Linked DNA regions of Mus musculus: region 1 is linked to region 2. The links are chromatin contacts, called in public HiChIP or PLAC-seq maps. All regions are on one chromosome and are shown on one strand. Each heading gives the region's core, a stretch centred on a gene start, on an enhancer-like site or on the middle of the called end of the contact. The rest is flanking DNA. Distances are from core to core; before and after follow the strand shown.

Evidence for each region. HiChIP or PLAC-seq counts read pairs in DNA pulled down with a chosen protein or histone mark.
Region 1: a FOXA1 HiChIP or PLAC-seq map of pancreatic cancer cells shows a contact between it and region 2. The contact joins two enhancer-like sites. A contact is called at or near these places in 5 of 39 promoter capture datasets (the 3T3-L1 cell line, the C10 cell line, the SN4741 cell line and 2 more), 2 of 15 datasets of contacts at CTCF or cohesin (large pre-B cells and pro-B cells), 16 of 484 Hi-C or Micro-C datasets (the 63-12 cell line, B cells, the N1E-115 cell line and 7 more), 4 of 115 datasets of contacts at active chromatin or transcription factors (bone marrow-derived dendritic cells, embryonic stem cells, large pre-B cells and 1 more) and 1 of 9 other capture datasets (liver).

Annotation. Positions count from the first base shown.
Region 1 is chr7:99,440,269-99,444,620 of GRCm38.p6, forward strand. It overlaps Gdpd5 (glycerophosphodiester phosphodiesterase domain containing 5), which reads left to right. Exons shown (of 18, transcript NM_201352.3): 6 at 904-997; 7 at 1,620-1,679. Among named protein-coding and RNA genes, the nearest start is that of Klhl35, 24 kb to the right of the region's middle. Within about 2 kb of position 1,488, at least 78 of the 459 cell types and tissues checked have an H3K27ac peak or open chromatin away from gene starts, as enhancers often do. A contact at or near this core is called in the N1E-115 cell line, the SN4741 cell line and pancreatic cancer cells, where this site is marked.
Region 2 is chr7:99,213,300-99,217,157 of GRCm38.p6, forward strand. No RefSeq gene overlaps it. Among named protein-coding and RNA genes, the nearest start is that of Mogat2, 23 kb to the right of the region's middle. Within about 2 kb of position 2,257, at least 108 of the 459 cell types and tissues checked have an H3K27ac peak or open chromatin away from gene starts, as enhancers often do. A contact at or near this core is called in the N1E-115 cell line, the SN4741 cell line and pancreatic cancer cells, where this site is marked.

The DNA of each region.
Region 1 (4,352 bases), core at 238-2,737, 230 kb after region 2:
GGCTACACAGAGAAACCCTGTCTCGAAAAACCAAAAGAAAAACCAAAAAAAAAAAAAAAAAAGAAATTCAAAGAGATGTGGCCATTTTCTCATCTCTGTGTTAGCTTATACAGCGAATCAATGCAAACTAGGAAGTTTCATTAATGGGAAGCTGCCTATATTCAGCCCATGAGTTCAAGAAGACCACGTGCTGGTTTTTTTGGTTTTTTTTTTTTTTAAATCACATTTTCTCAGCACTTTTTCTGGTTTCAGTGAATGCTCATGTTAGGAAGAGTTTGTTATGTCCTTGCCACAAGCCTCCCTCCCTTCACTCCCTGAAGCCCTATGATGGGCGTTCCACCATCTCCATCCTCCAGGTGAGCAAACTGGAGTGGTACAGATCTCCACCTCTAAGGCTCCACATTTTCACGTTTTGCCATTGAACTTGAGGTGAATGGCACAGTCAAGGGCATCTTGGGCTCTGTAACACCTGTCATTGCCACAAGGTCCTAAGAGCCAGCAAGAGGCAGTGTGGGGATTAGATCTCAGAGTGTGTTCATCCCTCAGGGTTGTGCTGGCCATGCTCCTGAGGGTGGCGGGCACAGGTGTGTGGAACAGCCCTGGGGTGGTTATCCCGGATCCGCTGTTCATGCGCGAATAAAGGTGCAGTGCAGGGGCCCATGGGAAGGAAGTGTAGTGGCCTTCAGAATGGTGACTCTGGCCGATTCTGCTTCTTGCTTTCTGAGTGCCCACCAGAAGTAGGCATGACTGTCAATAAAGGAAACACTGATTGCCGATAGAGGGCGGGAAGGGCCCGTTTGTGGTTCTCCGACTGCAGCTTCCTGAGAGCTGAGACTGTCCTAGATCCTTGGCTGGGCCATGGCTCAGTGGAGGTCTGTCTGACTTCTGTCCTTCTCCCACCAGGTACCTCTACAACCGCATGGGCTACTGGAGCGACTGGTCCGTGCCCATCCTGGTGACCTCGGCTGCTGCTTTCACATACATCGCAGGCCTCCTGGTATGGAGGGGTTGGGGGAGGGTCCCTTGGTGGCTCTGCTCCCAGGAGGAGCAGGCTTGGCGGTCTACAGGGGTATAGGGCTATTGTCCACCCGGACTCCTTCGGTGTTGCTTGGCAGGAGGAGGTCTCATTTTCCTAGTCTCCTTCGGCTGTCCCTCTGAAAGCCCCTCCCTGCCATCCAGGCAGAGGAGCCATTCTGGCTTTCAGCATCTACTACAGACGTCTTCCAGAAACTGCTTGGGCTGCCTACCCACAGTGCCCTCCACACTGAGAGACTCGGGTTGAGCACACTCAGCACTGGCAGCTCCTTGGGGGCAGGGCTCAGATCTGCCTCTGAATCTCCCAACAAGCTGAAGTGTTATGCAGGGCAGTCTTCCTGCAGCCGAACCCAGGGACCTTTCACAGGGGAATTCCCAAAGGAGGAGGCTTGAGGCCTGGAGTAATCTGGAAGGAAGCCAGGCCTGGACAGGGCTGGCCCGGGCATTCCTGGTGCCTGTGGGGAGGGTGTGTTGCCTGCCTAGGGTCACACCAAGGGCAGGAGTGTGGGGCAGGGTGTTTGGAGAGCTGGCAAGCTTTCTAGGCACACGTGGTGGCTTGACTGGCCCCCTGGGCCTCTCTTCAGGTCCTGGCACTATGTCACATCGCTGTGGGGCAGCAGTTGAACCTGCACTGGATACACAAGGTAATGGAAGGCTGCTCTAAGGGGGAGGGGAACAGAGGCCTGGAAGCACAGGGTAGCCTGGGTGGTCCCTCCCCCTGGCTCGCCTCTGTATCTGCTCTGCTATTCCACTGAACTCTTACTGGGCCAGGCACGGCCTGCCCAGTTTGCATTCACTCCCTTAACCCTTACAGCCCTGCAGAGTACGCATGGCCACCATCCTGCGCTGCAGGGGCAAAACCCAGAGGTTAGACAACATGTGTAAGGTCTCACAGGGTGAATGGGAGGCCTAGTGTTCTGCCCTGCGGCCAGGCACTCAACAGCACCCGCTCTGCCTTCGCTCCGCCTTCTCTACTGTATCCCTGAGTTCTGGTGATGGTGTCTGGGATAGCCCAGACTGTCCCAGTCTGGTCCTGATGACTCTCTGCTACCACCATGGGACAGTCACCTCAGCTTCTACTGTGGGAGACATCATTCCTACCCTTGGCATGCCCACCCTTCCTTGGCTTTTACCCCCTTGCTCTGGCCTTCATTTGTTCTCTCTCTTTGAGCCCTTTTCTGTATTTGAACCCTCTCTTTGCAGCCTGTATCCCAAGGCAGGGGTTCTCCTCAGCTCCGGCAGCCTCCCCTCCCAGATACATTTTACAACATTTGTGTTATCAATTCCATCAGGTGCCTGATCCCAACCCACTCTAATTTGGTGACCCTTGAAGACTAAACTGGCACTGGTGGCTTCTTCTGCTGTCCCCAGTGTTCATTCCAGACTAACTGGTCCAAACCTTCTCTCTCCCTCTCTCTCTCTCCCTTTCCCTCTCTCTCTCCCTCTCCCTCTTCCTTTCCCTCCCCTCTGTCTCTCTCTGCCTCTCTCTGTCCCTCTCTGTCTCTGACACACACACATACACACACACACACACAAACACACACACACACCTATGCTGAGTATAGGTTGTTGATACCTGCTATGCTTGATCAGGGTCATAGGCCTGGGCTAGTCCTGGCCAAAATAGAGCCATCCCCTATGAGGAGCTCTGAGGGGTGGAGATGGGAAGGTGGGGGCTCCAGGGGCTGTGGTAGTGGAGTGGGGAGGAGTCATCTCTTTCACCACAGCATGGCTAGAAGTAGGCACACATTCTAAGAAGAGGCAGAAATGTCTGGAAACAAACAGGACCTAGGAGACTGCCCCAGCTAGCAGGGAGACAGAAGGAAGGAGAGGGAGCACAGGCAAACTTGAGTTAGAGCGGAGCGGGAGGGGAGCACCTTGGGAGCCAGGCCTGGGTGACTGAAGTCTTGCTGGGATGAAGAGAGCAGTCCCTGCTGATGACTCCATACTGAGGACTGCTCTGGGACTTCCTCAGCCCACTCTGGGAGGTGCTTTCTTCTCTCAGCTGCATGGCTAACACTTGAAAGAGGATATCTATCAGCTGGCATCTGGGGACCGGGCACACATGCTGTGGTGACCTCCCGGGGCTGTGCCTGGCTCTCAGCAGGTCAGGTCACACATGCTTGATCCTAAGGGAGAAGCTTGCAGTTCTACAGAGCCAGCCAGATCAGAAGGGTCCCCGAGGGGTCCCTCAGGTGCCCTGTGTCCTGCTCCAGGCCCTTTCCCTTCCTTCCACACCATCCTGCGGGATCTCAGAGGCAGCAGGGCCTGCCAGGCAGAGACGATCCCAGCTGGAGCTGTTTCCAGGCTGGCCTGGCTGGCTTGGCTGCCCAGGCTCTGGGTATTAGTACAGGGCCTGGAGATTCTACAGAAGTATTTAAGGAATCCTGGTCCTTTCTGCCTGCTCACTTTATCTTCATCCATTTTTTACGTGACCAAAAATCCAGACATGAGAAATCATACTCTGTGAGGTTTTTTCTGCATACACTCCCTTTCTATTTTAATTACTTGTGTGTGTGTGTGTGTGTGTGTGTGTGTGTTTGTGTGTGTGTGTGTGTCTCTGTGTGTGTGTCTCTGTGTGCGTGTGTGTGTGTGTGTGTGTGTGTGTGTGTGTGTGTCCGCGCATGCGTGCATGAGCACACACCACAGCCCATACATGGAGGTCGAAACATACCTTTTTGAGTCAGTTTCTTTTCTCCCACTGTGTGGGTCCTGGGGATCAAACTCAGATCTCAGGCTTGGCGACAAGCACTTTTACCTGCTAAGCCACCTCATTGCTCTCCCCTTCCCTTTAAATTTATTTTACGAGCACAGGTGTTTTGCCTGCGTTTAAATAAACATAACACATGTATGCAATGCCTCTAGCAGCCAGAAGAGGGCGTAATGTTCTCTGGAACTGGAATTGCAGTTGTGAGGCCCCCTGCAAGGGCAGTGGTGCTCATAACTGCTGAGGGATGCCTCCTGCCCTCTCCCTTTCTTTGTCCACACAGTTCCCTCACCTGTGCCCTCCTTTTTAAAAAGTGCCAGGAGTGCCTTCTTGGACACAGTAAGGCCATGGCCATCGATGCTTGGTGCTTGCTCTGGTCGCCCCCTCATTCCCAAGTCATCTGCCCAGCCCATTAGCATGTGCTAGTTTTCAGTCCTTTGCTGGGGCAGCATAGCTGTGATCCAGGAGAAAAGAACACTGTGTGTCTTCCTTGTTCTCTTCTTTCAGTGTTTTTTTGAGGCAGGGTCTCACTACGTAGCCTCTTAGAACTCACTCTACAGAACAGGCTGGCCTTGAACTCAAAGAGATCCATCTGCCTCTGCCTCCTGAA
Region 2 (3,858 bases), core at 1,007-3,506:
ATAGGGGCCTCTTCTGGCCTTACTAACTGACATTTTATTAACAGGGCTGGGGATTTGTTGCTGGGTTGTTTGTTTGTTTGTTTGTTTTGTTTGTTTGTTTGTTTTGTACTTTAAAAGTTTTGTTAACCATACTACAAATCCACAGATCCAGAGATGCTAAATAACAATGGGGGCTTAAGTGGGGGGTGGGAGAGTACAAGGATATTCCTGGGAAAGGGAAATAGAATAGATTTCCTGGGTGGACTGGAGGTGAGTGGGCATGGGAACAGGAGGGGTCAGGTGTGGGGATGGAGGGAGAGAACACTGGAAGAAAAGACTGGAATGGGGGTGTATTTCAGGGGGAAGAAATCTAGTGCAATAGAAACTCCATCGAATCTACAGGGGTGACACTAGCAGTGACTCCTAGTAATGGGGACACAGATCTTGGAATGGCTATCCTCTGTAGCCAGGCAACACCTCAAGTGGAAGGATTGGGACACCAAACCAGCCATGAAACCTCCCACTGACTGTTTGTCCTGCCTGCAGTATGTGCTGGGACTGGAGCCTAGAGATCAGAGAGACTTCACCCAGCAACTGATGGGAGCAGATGCCGTGTTCCACAGCCAGAGAACAGGCAGAGCTTGGGGAGTCCTGTGGGGGAGGAGGAAGAATTGGGGGAACCAGAGGTATCAAAGAACATGGCCCACAGAAACAACTGATCCCGGGACTCAAGTGGACTCATAGAGATCAGAGTGCCTGCATGGGCTGACCTAGGTCCTTCACATATAAGTTATGGTTGTGTAGCTCTATCTTCTTGTAGGACTCCTAACAGCAGGAGCAGGGCTGTCTCTGAATGGTTTGCCTGCCTTTGGGACCCGTTTCCTCTTACTGAGTTGCCTCATCAGCCTCGATGTGAGAATGTGCGCCTGATCTTACTGTAGCTTGCTACATATTTGATCAATGTCCCTGGAAGCCTTGCTCTTTTCTGAGGGGAGATGAAGGGGGAAGGACCTGGGAAAAGGGAATGTAGTGAGGATTTTGGTTTCTTTAATAAACGTATATGTGGTGGCACACACCTTTCATCCCAGCACTCCAGATTGGCAGTTGGATTTCTGCAAGTTCAAGGTCAGCCTGATTTACCTAAGTGTGTTCCAGGCCAGTCACAGCTTCAAAGTGAGACCGTGCCTCAGAACAATTACCAAATTAAAAGCAAAACATAGCTGCCTAGTTCAGCCCATTCTACCTGCCCATGTGGCCTGGCCCACGCCCCACACCAGCTCCAAGCTCTTCCGGGCCACCTTCAACTTTGGGAAGGAGTCCCTGCCTCCCTGATGGTGAGGTTCTATAGGACAGCCAGCAAGGACAAGTCAGGGACTGGTTCTCCTGGGTCACCACTTTCAATGCCAGTTTCTGGTCCATCATGAGGTCTTGATAAAAGTTTGCTGAACACGGACCTACCCCTTAAAGTCCTCTTCTCACCCTTGATCTCTGAACATCACAGTCGAGCAACATCCCCACAGCGCCCTCCTGTCTGATTTGCTCACTCAGCAGTTTCCTTCCTTCCCTCTGTCCTAAGAAAACGGAGCGCCCGTGGGAAGGTGAGCCTTGGCCCATGCCACGTGGACACAGGCTCTACTGGGCTGACTGACCCCTGTCCTATTTGCCACCCAAGTCACCATAAAGCAGTATCAGACAGGCTGGGCCTCAGCAAGCCCTTTGTCCCCTTGGGTGATGATGTCTGAGAACTTCTCTCGGGTCAAAGGGCAGTCTGATTCCAGAGGAGACTCCAGCCATCCCCATCATTGGAGGACTCCTGACCCGCTGTATCACACTGACAAATCTTGTGTGTAGTTGCATGTGTGTTGAAGTGGAAGAGACGGTCTTCTGCATATTGTGGGGCACCCCAGGGGAGGCTCCCAGAGGGCCAGGAGGTGGGGGAATGTGAAGATTAGTGCTTGAGCCTGTTCTATGTGTAGCGTTAGGGAATCCAACTGCTGTAACCAATATTCTCCAGCTCAGAGGCTGCGGCCATGAAAAGCACCCTTGAACCTGAACACAAAGCCCTCCTGTGAGCTCAGAGTCCTACACTTCTGGCTTGTGCTGCTGGTGTCTGTAACATGGGGAGTCTAAGGTCATGTGAGAGAGGGCGAGTCCTTTTCCTCAAGTCTTTCCCCTTCTCCTGTTTCCGTCCTGGCAGCGTCATGACTAAAGGCAAGCCTGTCCTCCGTGCCAGCCAGGCTGGGGGTCACAGCTATGGCTCCTGTTCCAACCTTTGCTCAGACCTGCCCCACCCCTCTTCACGCTTTCTCCTTGGCCAGCTGGGTATCTGTCCTTCAGTGTCTTCCAGGCAGGCCGCCTCATGCTGCAGCATGGGGGTCAGGAGAAAGCCCGACTGCGAGTCTAAGGGCTTGTCTCATTACAGTGGCAGTTGTCACCACCTTCCCCTCCTCCCACCCTAGAGGGAGTGTGAACTGAGCAGGGTGACTCACACATAGCCATCAGACTGAGGCAGAATAGGCTTGTGTGACTCAGAGGTCACAAAAGGCAGCTGGCCCCTCTCTTCACACTCACTCCTTCTAGGAGAAGCCCAGCACTGGTGGCCCATGGAGAGGCCCACAGAGAGACCCCACGGCAAAGAAAGGAGGTTCCTACTTATCAGTCATGTGAGTGGGTGTGGAGGTGAGCCCTGCAGTCCCCATGCAAGCTTTCCAGGGTTCAGCCTAGTCAGCAGCCTAGCTGCCACTCAGAGGGTCCCTGAGCCAGAGCCACCAGCCAAGTCACTCCCAGGTGCCCACCCTCAGGAACTCACTTGGAGTCAGTAAGTGTTACTTAAAGCAGATAACTATTATAATAATCTGTTACAGGCAGTGATGGCTAATAATCTTGACCATCTCCAAATAAAAAGGTCCAGAATGCAGGATGGGCCAATGTGCCCGCTTCACTTAGAGGGTGGCTGAGGTACTGTAGCTTGTGTAGTGAGCATGTGTGTGTGTGTGTCTGTCTGTCTGTCTGCCTGCCTGCCTGCCTGTCTCTGTCTCTGCGTGTAGACCTTAGGCATAGGTCTTAGCTCTCAGGTTCCCAATACCATGAGAGACAGAAAGCCCCCCCCCCCATGCCCTCATGTATTTGTGATCATGACCCTTACTTCTTAAGAATTAAATGTCCACCTTGACTCAAGGAAGAAGACAGAGTAGACAGGGATATGACATAAGGAGTGAGTTGGGGTGAGTGGCACTGACTGAGTCAGACAAAGAGCATTCTGAAGGAACAGAAGGTGCCTAAGCTGGAGCAAGCACACAGGGGTGTGTCCCGAGGTGCAGGGCAGCAGTGTGCAGAGGTTAAGGTGAGACTAGTTGGGCCTACGGGCAGATGAAAAAGGGCCTCGAAGGCCAAAGGGAAGAGAGAGATGCGTGTCATCCCGAGCACTGAAAAGGACGGTGGGTTTATGGACGTTGGGTTTTATTTGAGAGGGTCGATCAGGTCCTGCAGGGGTGCGTAGTGTGCAGCAGGCTGCTGAGAGCTGGGGCAGAGGAAGGGAAGCCCGGGAAGATGGAGGAGGCGCTTCTCACCCCCTGCATTAGACGGATCATGCTGGAGGGTGAGGAGGAGGCGTTAGGCAACGGGAAGGTGATGGGCGGGAAACAGCCCAGGCAAGATCAAGAGGTGACCTGAGTGTCCTCACGGTGTCACTGCGACAGAAGCTTAGGGCTAAGGACTAAGATAAATACCAAGGATCAGAGCAGGACAGGAGGCCATGGGGAACAGCAAGCTGATCCTGGGCTCCAAGGTAGACATCATCCGTCTCCTATAGATCCCCCTGAGCCCTATCCAGCAGCCTCAGCCCACCTGCTTGGATATAGACAGTCACAGGCCCGCTGT